2 separate regions of the Zea mays genome follow, and region 2 is linked to region 1. The links are chromatin contacts, called in public Hi-C maps. All regions are on one chromosome and are shown on one strand. Each heading gives the region's core, a stretch centred on a gene start, on an enhancer-like site or on the middle of the called end of the contact. The rest is flanking DNA. Distances are from core to core; before and after follow the strand shown.

Region 1 (5,175 bases), core at 1,769-4,268:
TGAGGTGGCGGAAGAGCGCGGCGGCCTCGCGCTCGGGGAAGCAGCCGCGCTCGTGGAGGCGGTGGAAGAGCTCGCCGCCGGCGCAGAGCTCCATGACGAGGTGCACCGAGTCGCGGTCCTCGTACACGGCCTTGAGCCCCACGACGTTGGGGTGGCCCGCCAGGCGCGCCATGACGTCGATCTCCAGCCTGACCCCGCGCACGTCGTCGGGGGACACGAGCCGGCCCTTGGCGATGGACTTGCAGGCCAGCGCCTCGCCGGTGACCAGGTCGGAGCAGGACCGGATCACGCCGAACTGGCCCCACCCCAGCTGCGGGCCCAGCGCGTACCGGTCCTCGAGGCACGACACGTGCGCCGCCTCCAGCAGCGCGCCGCGCAGCCCCGGCGCCTTGTACGAGCTGTACCTGGAGGAGCCGCCGCTGGCCATCGCGCTGGCGAGACCTCTGCCGCCGCACCGCAGACCGCGAACCTCGCGGGCTCAGCTCAGCTCAGCTGCGCCTGCGCCCTCCCTCTCTCCCCTCCTTCCACGGGCATTCCGCGCACGGCTGCCGAATCTGCGGCGACGAAAAGAGAAACAGCAAGGCCGTTAAGCTCTCCAAGCCCCGCCCGAAACCGCGGCTTTGCCCCCGCAAAAGAGACACAGATCCAACACCGCAGCCCCGCGAGCTCGGGACCCGGAGCAAAGCAACACCCGCGGCGGAAATCCAAAATCCCCACACCGCGAGCCCGTACCCGGAGCCGCGCGCACCAGCGGCGTCCCCCCCCCCCCCCCCCCCCCCCCCCCCGGCCGAGCGCGCGGCGCAGATCGAGCCGCGTCTCGCACGGGACGGCCCCCGTAACCGCCGCGCCCGGCTTCGAAGGAGCGGGTGGAGGCTAGGAATTAACAGAGAAACGCACTCACCTGCGTCCGCTCGTCGCCGCCGGCCGCGGGGTCGGTCAGCCTCGACTCCTCCTCCGCCCGCGGCCCAGCTCGCTCGCGGCGCTCGGCCCGCCAGCGCAGAGGGGCAGGAGGGGTGGTGCTGGCTGGTGGTGATGGTGGGGAGGCGCCACCACACCACTCTCTCTGATAAGAGGGGGCAAGTAGCAGGAGCAGAAGCAGCCCTTCCTTCCCCCGCTAATCATGTGGTTAAGCCTTGTTTATCCACTCCTTATTTCGCCATTTTTTTAAATGTCTATTTATTCAATAACCCCGTTGGCCGTTGCTCTGGCATAAGAGCTCGGTTTCCCTTTTTTTTGGGTGAATTTTGCAGGAGTAGGATTGCCAGGGGGAGGGTTGAGTTGAATTGAATTTGTTCCAACAACGTGTGGTTGGTCTGGTCGGGTCTGATTTCGAATTAGGTGGGTGTACTAGTTAGTGGTTGGACTTTGGGTGGATTTTAAAAATCCGTGCCGCGGCCTTTCTTTGCCGTTGCTTCGCTTCTCCGGTTCTCCTCCCAGGCCAAGTACGTCGTGGGTGGGACCTGCCATGGCTGGCGCCGCGGGTGTGGTTCCTTTGCGGAGGAAAAAAAAGGGAGAAAATGTAACCGTGTGATGTGACGTCGGTCGCTTATGCTTCCTACGGCTGGGAGAGAGAGAGCGCGCTCGTGTTTTGTTTCGCGAGCAGCCTATCATCACCACGTCTGGTCCTGATCTAACGGCGGCCGCCGTTTCCTCTTGTTCCGCAAGTGCAGTGCAGGTCCACGCGTCAGCAGCTGAACGGTCGCCCACGGAAAAATATCTCCTCCGTTTTCCCTTTGCTCCTTCGAAATCCATCTCTAGACTACACGACGACACAAGCAAGAACAAGCAGTTCCCAAAAGCGTCCAAGTGTTTACGCGTAGACACGTGTCGTGAGCGGCGGGGGCGGGTCGCTCCCCCTCACAACTACCGGTTCTCGCCCAATTTAGAGCTTGTGACAGGATTGATACGGATTGAGAGAGATTTTTACTTGCTAAGTATTGAAATCCCATCAATCTCCCTCAATCCATATGGATTGAGGCTCGGTGAGGCTTGAGTCGGCTCGCGAGCCAGAACCGAGTCTAGTTTTGCAGCTCGCCAGAACTGAGAGCCGAGCCGGCTCGGTCCAGCTCGCGAGTCAAGTTAACAACCTCAAGTATACTATTATATCATATTATTATTATGTTTTGAACTATTTTGTAAAATTTCTTGGACTTGATATGTGATACGCTTATATTGTAGTCTAGAAATATATTATACGTAATTTTTTTTATCTTAGATATAATAAAAAATATATAAATAATTTATATTCTAAACGCTATTTAGCGCAAGCAATTACCGAGCCGAGCCGAGCCTCTCGGGTGGGCTCGCAATATGACCGAGCCGGCTCGCAGCTGCACCGAGCCACGTCGAGGCGAGCTGAGCTGGGATCGTTTCCAGCCCTACCCCTGTTCCTAATAGTTAGGGCAAACAAACTACCGGTTGACCTGCAGCCGGTGCGGGTGGGATTAGTTGGCGTTGGCTACTTTTTCAGAACGGGACGGTCTTTCTGTCGGCCTTGTTGGAGCTGTTGGCGGTTCACCGTCACGGTACTCCTGCTACATTGTCGTGTTTTCAGGTAAAGTTCAGGACCTACGTACAAGCCTTTGCGAGTGTCCGTACGTAGCAGCCGCACACGACATTCTGCTCCTTTTTCTTTCCTGGGCCGACGGACGGCCCACGATCGTCTGAAGAAGAGCAAATTCCAGCCCATCGAAGGGAGAACGAGCAGGCGGCGCCTTTTAGACTGTTCCCACAAAAAAAATTATGCATGTCCTCAGAAGCAAAAGAGACACTTGCTATTGCCATCGATAAACTCAGCGCTCTGTAGCCTTTCATTCCATGTATGTGGACGTCGTTCTTTCTCGTATCACAAGGAGTGCTTGGTTTTTTTTTGGGGTTCAAGTTTTATTGGTGAGGTAGGGAGAAACTAGTGGCCTTTGGTATATGATAGCTATTGTAGTAGTGGCCAGTGGGGAGAGGGGGCCCATCGAGCACGATCTGTAGTGTAATAAATGCCAGAGCAGACGAGTCAGCTGAAAGGAGCCCAGCACGGCAACACCTGCAGCTGCTATTGCCACTGTCAGCCGGCCAAGTCCCAGTCATAACTCCCAAGTCCCAACCCAATCATGGCGTCGTCCGTCCACCAACTGGAGGAGCACGACGAGGCGGGAGAGGAGCACGATCGCCATGGCATCCAGCTGATCACCTCTCCGCTGCGTAATGCTCCCCTTTCCCAGCTCTCCGTTTCCTCGTTGCGGTGGCAAGTGGACCGCACTACCGCTCCGTTTGCTTTATTCCCGTTCCTTGTCATGCAGTGCAACCGTCGTCGCGGCGCCCGCATGGCTCGGCGGAGGAAAAGGAGGCTGAAGCGGGGGACGACAACGGCTCTCCGATCGAGCAGGTGGCGCTGACGGTGCCGGCGTGGGACGACCCGGCGACGCCGGCGCTGACGTTCCGGACGTGGGTGCTGGGCACGGCGTCCTGCGCCGCGCTCTCCTTCCTCAACGCCTTCTTCGGGTACCGCAAGGAGCCGCTCACCGTCACCGCCGTGTCGGCGCAGGTCGCCGTGCTCCCCGTCGGCCGCCTCATGGCCGCGGCGCTGCCGGAGCGCGCCTTCTTCCGCGGCCGCCCGTGCGAGTTCACCCTCAACCCGGGGCCCTTCAGCGTGAAGGAGCATGTCCTCATCACCATCTTCGCCAACGCCGGCGCCGGCACCGTGTTCGCCAAGAATCTTGTGACCTCTGTCCGCGTCTTCTACGGCCAGCACATGTCCTTCCTCATCGCCCTCCTCCTCATCCTCACCAGCCAGGTACGGGACGAGAGGAGTTTGTTAGTTCTCCTCCAAACAAGCGGGAGCTTGCATGAACTGGCCGGTTGGGTACCCTCATCAGGTGATGGGGTTCGGTTGGGCGGGAGTTTTCCGGCGGTATCTGGTGGAGCCGGCGGCGATGTGGTGGCCCTCCAACCTCGTGCAGGTCTCCCTCTTCAGGTACCACAAATCTGCATCTGCACAAGTAACGCGCAGTTATTTTGTCATTTTACATTGTCTGCAATCATCTAAAAGCTAGACTCCTCAACCAGTAATCATTATGGTAGTACCTAAAGACTAAATCTTAAATAAACAAGTACAAAGTAAAACGGAGGTGTGGGGGCATTAGTGGGCCATTTTTTAGCAAAAGATTCTCAAAGCATCAAACGCTATAATTTAATGTCCAGTATCCTGCATGGATATGTTTTCTGGTATCATATCATTGTGCTGAATCATTTCAACACAATGGACAAACATTATGGTTTGTCCTCCACTGTTTGTCAGTACACACACACTGACACTAATATTAATACTGAAAAAAAGAGTAGAGGCAGTACGAGCTGATGTATGCGTTGTAAACAACTCCAGCACTAAAATATAACAAAGTGAACAGAAAGTGCTTACCGATTCAAAGCTTCAACGTCACAAACCACTTCATCGTCAGGTGCAGTCTTTGCAAGCAAGCAACAACGGACGGTTAAAAATTACAAGCTGCAAAAAAGATCAGTAAGTACTGCTAGTTGATCCACAATTCCACATATACCCAAGCAAAAGAAAAGTAGGAAAATGCGGAACCTCTTGCCACTTCCATGGTTCTTTATTAAGATCCAAACAAGGGCAAAAGGACATACACAGTTGTGGACTGCTATAAGTACACAGGGATAAAGTAGTGAGTTCCTGAACCAGCAAACATGCCCATCAAAACAGCAACCATATCTTATGTATATTTAAGACAACTGATGTACAGCCTCAGAATATTTGGTAAATTTTCAAGACAAAAATAACATATTCCTGAGAAATTGAAACAACATATTTCTGATGCATTATGCTCACCAGGGCACTTCATGAGAAGGAGCGAAGGAGAAAAGGTAGCATGACACGCAACCAGTTCTTCACGGTGGCATTCATCTGCAGTTTCGCCTACTACATCTTCCCGGGCTACCTGTTCCAGATGCTCACCTCCCTCTCCTGGATCTGCTGGGTGTTTCCCAGCTCTGTGATTGCCCAGCAGCTCGGCTCAGGCCTCCATGGCCTTGGCATCGGTGCAGTTGGACTCGACTGGTCGTCCATCTCCTCCTACCTCGGAAGCCCCCTTGCTAGCCCCTGGTTTGCCACCGCCAACATCGCGGCTGCCTTCTTCATTGTCGTGTACATAATCACACCGATCA
Region 2 (5,048 bases), core at 1,343-3,842, 460 kb after region 1:
TACCACCCTTATGGTAGCACTGTTTTTCCGAGTGATCGCTCCATGTTCCAATTAACACAATGATCTTGTCATGAAAAATAATTAAAACAACAGTATAACTGGAACATGAACATATTGTAGCATTAATTTCCCAAAACTAGGTAGAGCAATAGCAAAACTACCTGATAGTGCTTCTGTTTGCAAGGTACGGGAGAAACAATGATAGGGAAACCTATTGGGTCCCATCAAATTAACCTGAGCATGTCACATTGATTAACAGGAACATTATTAGGTAAAGAAAAGTGTTCAAGGGCACAACTTGCCTGAGACTCAAGATTCCCAGGTACCAACCAAACTGGTCCTCGGTGATCTCGTAACCTCGCTGCTACTCGTAGCAATAGATACAAATAAACAAGTAGTACATAAATATAACAGTACACCACACATGAGAACAAACAACGTAAGAATATTCTAAGCGCTGCTACGAGATCGCAGGTTGAAGAACCACTAAAATCGGAGTTACTGTTAAGAAGATATGATTTTCGAAAGGTTTTATTGATTAAATAATTAACAACTATATTTTATGTTGATTAATGTAAATAATATGAGAAAAGACATTAAAGAACTAACTAATTGAATTTTAATATAAGTTATCACCTAGTTAGAGATCATCAGTTAATCAAATTATATCTATAGCCAGATTACTTTCGTAAAATGATTAATCTACTATACATAGGGTAAATAAATATCCAATTATAAAAACATGTGGCATGTTTAATTGATATGTGTTACTACATAGTAAATGTCACACCTGGATTTAAGAGATAAAGTCGGGTGCGTCTCATATATGCGCCGACGAAGAACATCACATATAATGACAAAGTGTATAGAGATAAATGTCACAAATAACATAAATATTATTATTACATAGCGGAAGTCTTACAAAAATAAATGATAACAATGAAGCGAACTAAGTATTATTCCTTGGTGCCACAAAGCTGACTGGGAGACACCACATAGATCAACTCGTACTCTTCATTATAGGGCGGCTCCTCTTGGACCACCTACTCTTCGCCTATGGGGGGTTTATATATCGCAAGAGTGAGCTCACAAAAGATCATGTGAAGTGTAAGGCTGATCAATAAATAAGGGTTAAAGATGAGCATTCCTTTTAATACGTTGGTCAAGTTTATTAGCAGTTACTAAATGTAAGTAGATACCAAACTAGAGTAATAATAGATCAAAATTAATAATAAACCCCAATGCGATGCAAATGACAAATTGAATTTAATTCCATAAATTAATCATGCGAGAGTTCTGAGCTGCTCATGACCGCGAGCACGGCTAGTATACCAGTTTTACCTCTGCAGAGGTTGTACCATGTACCCACAAGTCGTGTATCCCATCTCGCCAGGGTTTGCAAGGCCCTTAGACACTGCCGAGGTGAATGGCTAGGGATCCACTACGAGGCCTTTACAAAGTTCCACTAGCTTGAGAAAACCCGCTACAGTTTCTAGGCAGAGCAATGCAGGAATCCCCCGTCTAACCGCCATCGCAGCAAAATCAACCCGAGAACCTACCTACGCACCTACTCCCCTACTGCCCTTGCCCCTATCGAGTAAGGTAGTCCTCCACTAGCTTTCCTAGTTAGTCAGCCAAGGGCGTCCCAATCCACTGTTATGGTGGCACGTGTTTCTCAAGTTAAGCTCGATGTTCCAATTAACATAGTTGCCTTATCATGAATAGAAATAGAACAACAACAATAAAGAATAATCATGTGTAATAGTTATCTCAATATCCAAAACCATGTATATCAATAGCAATGACTACCCAAAAATTCAGGGGTAAACAAGGTGAAAATATAACCAGACTAGGGTGACCTATTGGGTCCCATCAAAATTAAGCCTATGCATGATACAATGATTATAAAGAACATTATTGGTTAAATAAAAGCGGTCAAGGGCACAACTTGCCTTTAATGAGCTCCTTCTCAGCAACTTCTACCTACTAAACACCCGGATCCTCGACCACTAGCTCTTCTACTCGCCACAATACAAACAAACATGGTACAAGGATAAATTAACATCACACCAAACATGAATACAAAATACATAATAATAATATACATGTCATAACGAGATCGTAGGAAAAAGAATAACTAAATTCGGAGTTACAGATTTCAAGATATGATTTTTCGAAGGTTTTATGTGTTTGGTACAAAATTAATTGAGTAATCACTTCTAATGTAGCTTTCATGTTAAAACAGTGTTACCAAGTGATGACCAATATTATTACAAATTATAGGAACTGGAATGGACTAAAAAGAATTTAATATGAATTTTCTAGGAATTAAACAAGTTTCTGCAATTAATTTTATACTAAAAATCATTTTCTAATTGATTTTCTCAGGTTTTATTAACTGTCTGGACTACGCTATTATTAACAGGTAGTTCAGGGGCTTCTGCGTAAAAATTCCGAGACTCATACTACATCCGACCATGGATGGCGGGTTGATTTATAATAAGCATAGGGGTTATTTTGCATATCTACATGGCTAAAATGGTATGAGGCTTTCTGGACCGCGCGATCATAAGTGGGCGGCGTGGATTAGATCTATTTCTCCGTGAGCTGGTACGTGAATCCCAACTGCAGGATCAGGGATCTACAACACTGTAACCTCCTTAATCGACCGCGTCCGATTAGATCAGACGATCCAAAACTAACCCTCGCAATAGCCCTGACTATACGATCACAGTCGCACAGCCTTCATCCAACGGTCGAGATGCTTATCTCTAACATTCTAATCATGGACGTCGGTTATCTTATTGATGGCGCAGGAGCCACCCAGTATCTCAGGCGAAGAAACACGGCGGCACGCTCACCCGCGGCAGACGCCATCGCCGATGACAGCCAAATGCGGCGCCCTAACCCATTTTACCCAACACGACGGTATTTACAGAGAGGAGGTTATGGTGATCTCATTCGAACACCCCATACCAGGTATTGGTGATTCGATGGTGCTGGTCACGGTGTACAGCGGAGCTGCGGCGAAGCTTGTTCACGGCGAGAAATTGTGGTGTGCCAGCGCCCAATCCTGAGTAGCGCAGCCATGACCGTCCTTCCTCACACCTGAGGAAAGGCCCCGGTACCGCTGACGGCGTGAACAATAGCCCAATCGAAGATTTCCCCGGCAGTGGCTCCTTCTCTCCTTCCTCAATCCCATCTGCGGCAGAATTAGGTTTTCAGGGGGGTTTGAGTTGGACACACGAGAGTCCAGGAGCACAATATATGCAGTACAGGTGGGTCCGAGCGGTTGGACGAGGGGTGGATCGGATGGCCTTAGCTCCGGAGGTTCCGCGCGAGCTGTTGGGCGTGGGGGAAGATGCATAGTTGCTGGGCCCACCTGTCGGCGCAACAAAGCAGTTGGGCCGTGCAATGGGGAAAGTAAGGTGGGCCGAAAACAAGGGATTGAGCCCAGGCGCGATTTTCCTTTTTTCTTTTCTGTTTTCTTTCCCTTTTATTTTGAATCTCAAATTTTGAATTCCAACCTTTGTTGTGAATTTTGCACTTTATACTAAATACTTACATCAAAAAGTCAGTATGAAATAATATCTTTATTTATATATTTTCCTTTCTCACTTCTCCTTCTTTCTTTCCATTTTTATTTCCAATTTCTAAGATTTGAATTAGGTTTTAAACTTTTAATCCCTAATTCACATTATTAAAGTAACCTTATTAATATTATCATTATTATTAAATGCACAAACAATCAAACTCCAGCATGATGCACATGTTATTTATGTGTCCTTTGTTTTAATTATCCACTTTTAAATGTGGCTTTTCACATGTTCAAATAAATGGAGGCAACTCATATAAGTAGATCACTCTATTTTATTAATTACACTTTTGGGTATTACAGTAAATACTTATACGAGGCTAATGCAACTAGAATGCGTCAAAATGAGTTAAAATAAATGAGTTATGCATTTCCCGAGGTTTTAGGATTGAGAACATATCTAATGCACATGGAAGATTGGTGCACATGGTGCACATATTAAATCATCACCACTCATTTTAGATCTAACGTCTCTAGTTGTTTGGTATATTTTGCTAAGGACACCCTCCAACGTGGTGGTGTGTAATGGTGGAAGGTGTTATTTGTAAATTGAATGATCAACTAGAGACATTAGATTTAAAATGAGTGATGGTGATTTAATATGTGCACCATGTGCACCAATCCTCCATGTGCACCAGATATGTCCTCTTTAGGATTACTTTGGCATTTAAAAATCAATTTTGTATTAATTTTATTAATATCCGGAGGTTCACGATCTGCAGCCACAATTTCATTGAAGTGCAGGGTCTAATTGCAAAATACCAGGGCTCGGATGTAAGGTTCTTTGAATAGGATGGATCACAGGTTGGTTATGGAAAACCCTAGGGGCTCATATGCAAACCTACACGGCTGAAGGGGTAACTTAGAATCTGAGTCGTACGATTAGGATTTTGCGGCCTGGATTAGATCTGAGCTCCCGCAGGCACGCGAGCCGTAGGATCAATAATCTACAGTGAGGATTCTATTAACGCGTGATCTGATCTCCACCCCACGATTCCGAATCGGCGACCCAGATTTGATCTTGTGAATGGATGCGCTCCATTTAATCGCAGTCGTTCACTCTAGATCGGACGGCACTGGGCTCATAACCTTCCCCCAGCCATCCAGTCGCCCTGAAAGACGACAGCGCCCACTATTTGGCCGCGACGCCCTGCAACTGCAAGTGAATGTCGATTTGGCGCCCTGGTGGACCAAACCACCACACCGACGTGCTCTACGTGAAGTAGACGTCAGGGCGAACTAGTTAGACAGGAACCCCTACCTCGGGTTGGTGCGTTGCCCAGGACATCCGTGTGAGTACGCGATTGCACAGCGGACGAAGGAGCTCTCGCAAGGAATTGCACGCACAAAGTTGCTCCTCACGCCCAGATAAATCCTTTGCGCGAGCGGTGTGCCTTGGTGCATCACCCTGACAACCCCTAGAATCCGGATTGGCGCCACACGCACGGGGCGA

What was found. Hi-C and Micro-C count contacts between places; a contact is called where the count stands out from the background.
Region 2: a Hi-C map of leaf shows a contact between it and region 1, with 5 times the contacts expected there. The contact joins the enhancer-like site here to the promoter of LOC100383021 in region 1. A contact is called at or near these places in 9 of 25 Hi-C or Micro-C datasets (bundle sheath, ear, leaf and 2 more).

The regions. Positions count from the first base shown.
Region 1 is chr6:72,049,693-72,054,867 of Zm-B73-REFERENCE-NAM-5.0, forward strand. It overlaps LOC100383021 (Oligopeptide transporter 7), which reads left to right and starts at 3,019. Exons shown (of 7, transcript NM_001361344.1): 1 at 3,019-3,195; 2 at 3,294-3,787; 3 at 3,870-3,967; 4 at 4,844-5,175. The coding sequence starts at 3,105. It overlaps LOC542521 (calcium dependent protein kinase14), which reads right to left and starts at 1,056. Exons shown (of 4, transcript NM_001301763.1): 1 at 902-1,056; 2 at 1-554. The coding sequence starts at 427.
Region 2 is chr6:72,506,034-72,511,081 of Zm-B73-REFERENCE-NAM-5.0, forward strand. No RefSeq gene overlaps it. Among protein-coding and RNA genes, the nearest start is that of LOC100191580, 110 kb to the right of the region's middle. Within about 2 kb of position 2,593, at least 18 of the 20 cell types and tissues checked have an H3K27ac peak or open chromatin away from gene starts, as enhancers often do. A contact at or near this core is called in bundle sheath, ear, leaf and 1 more, where this site is marked.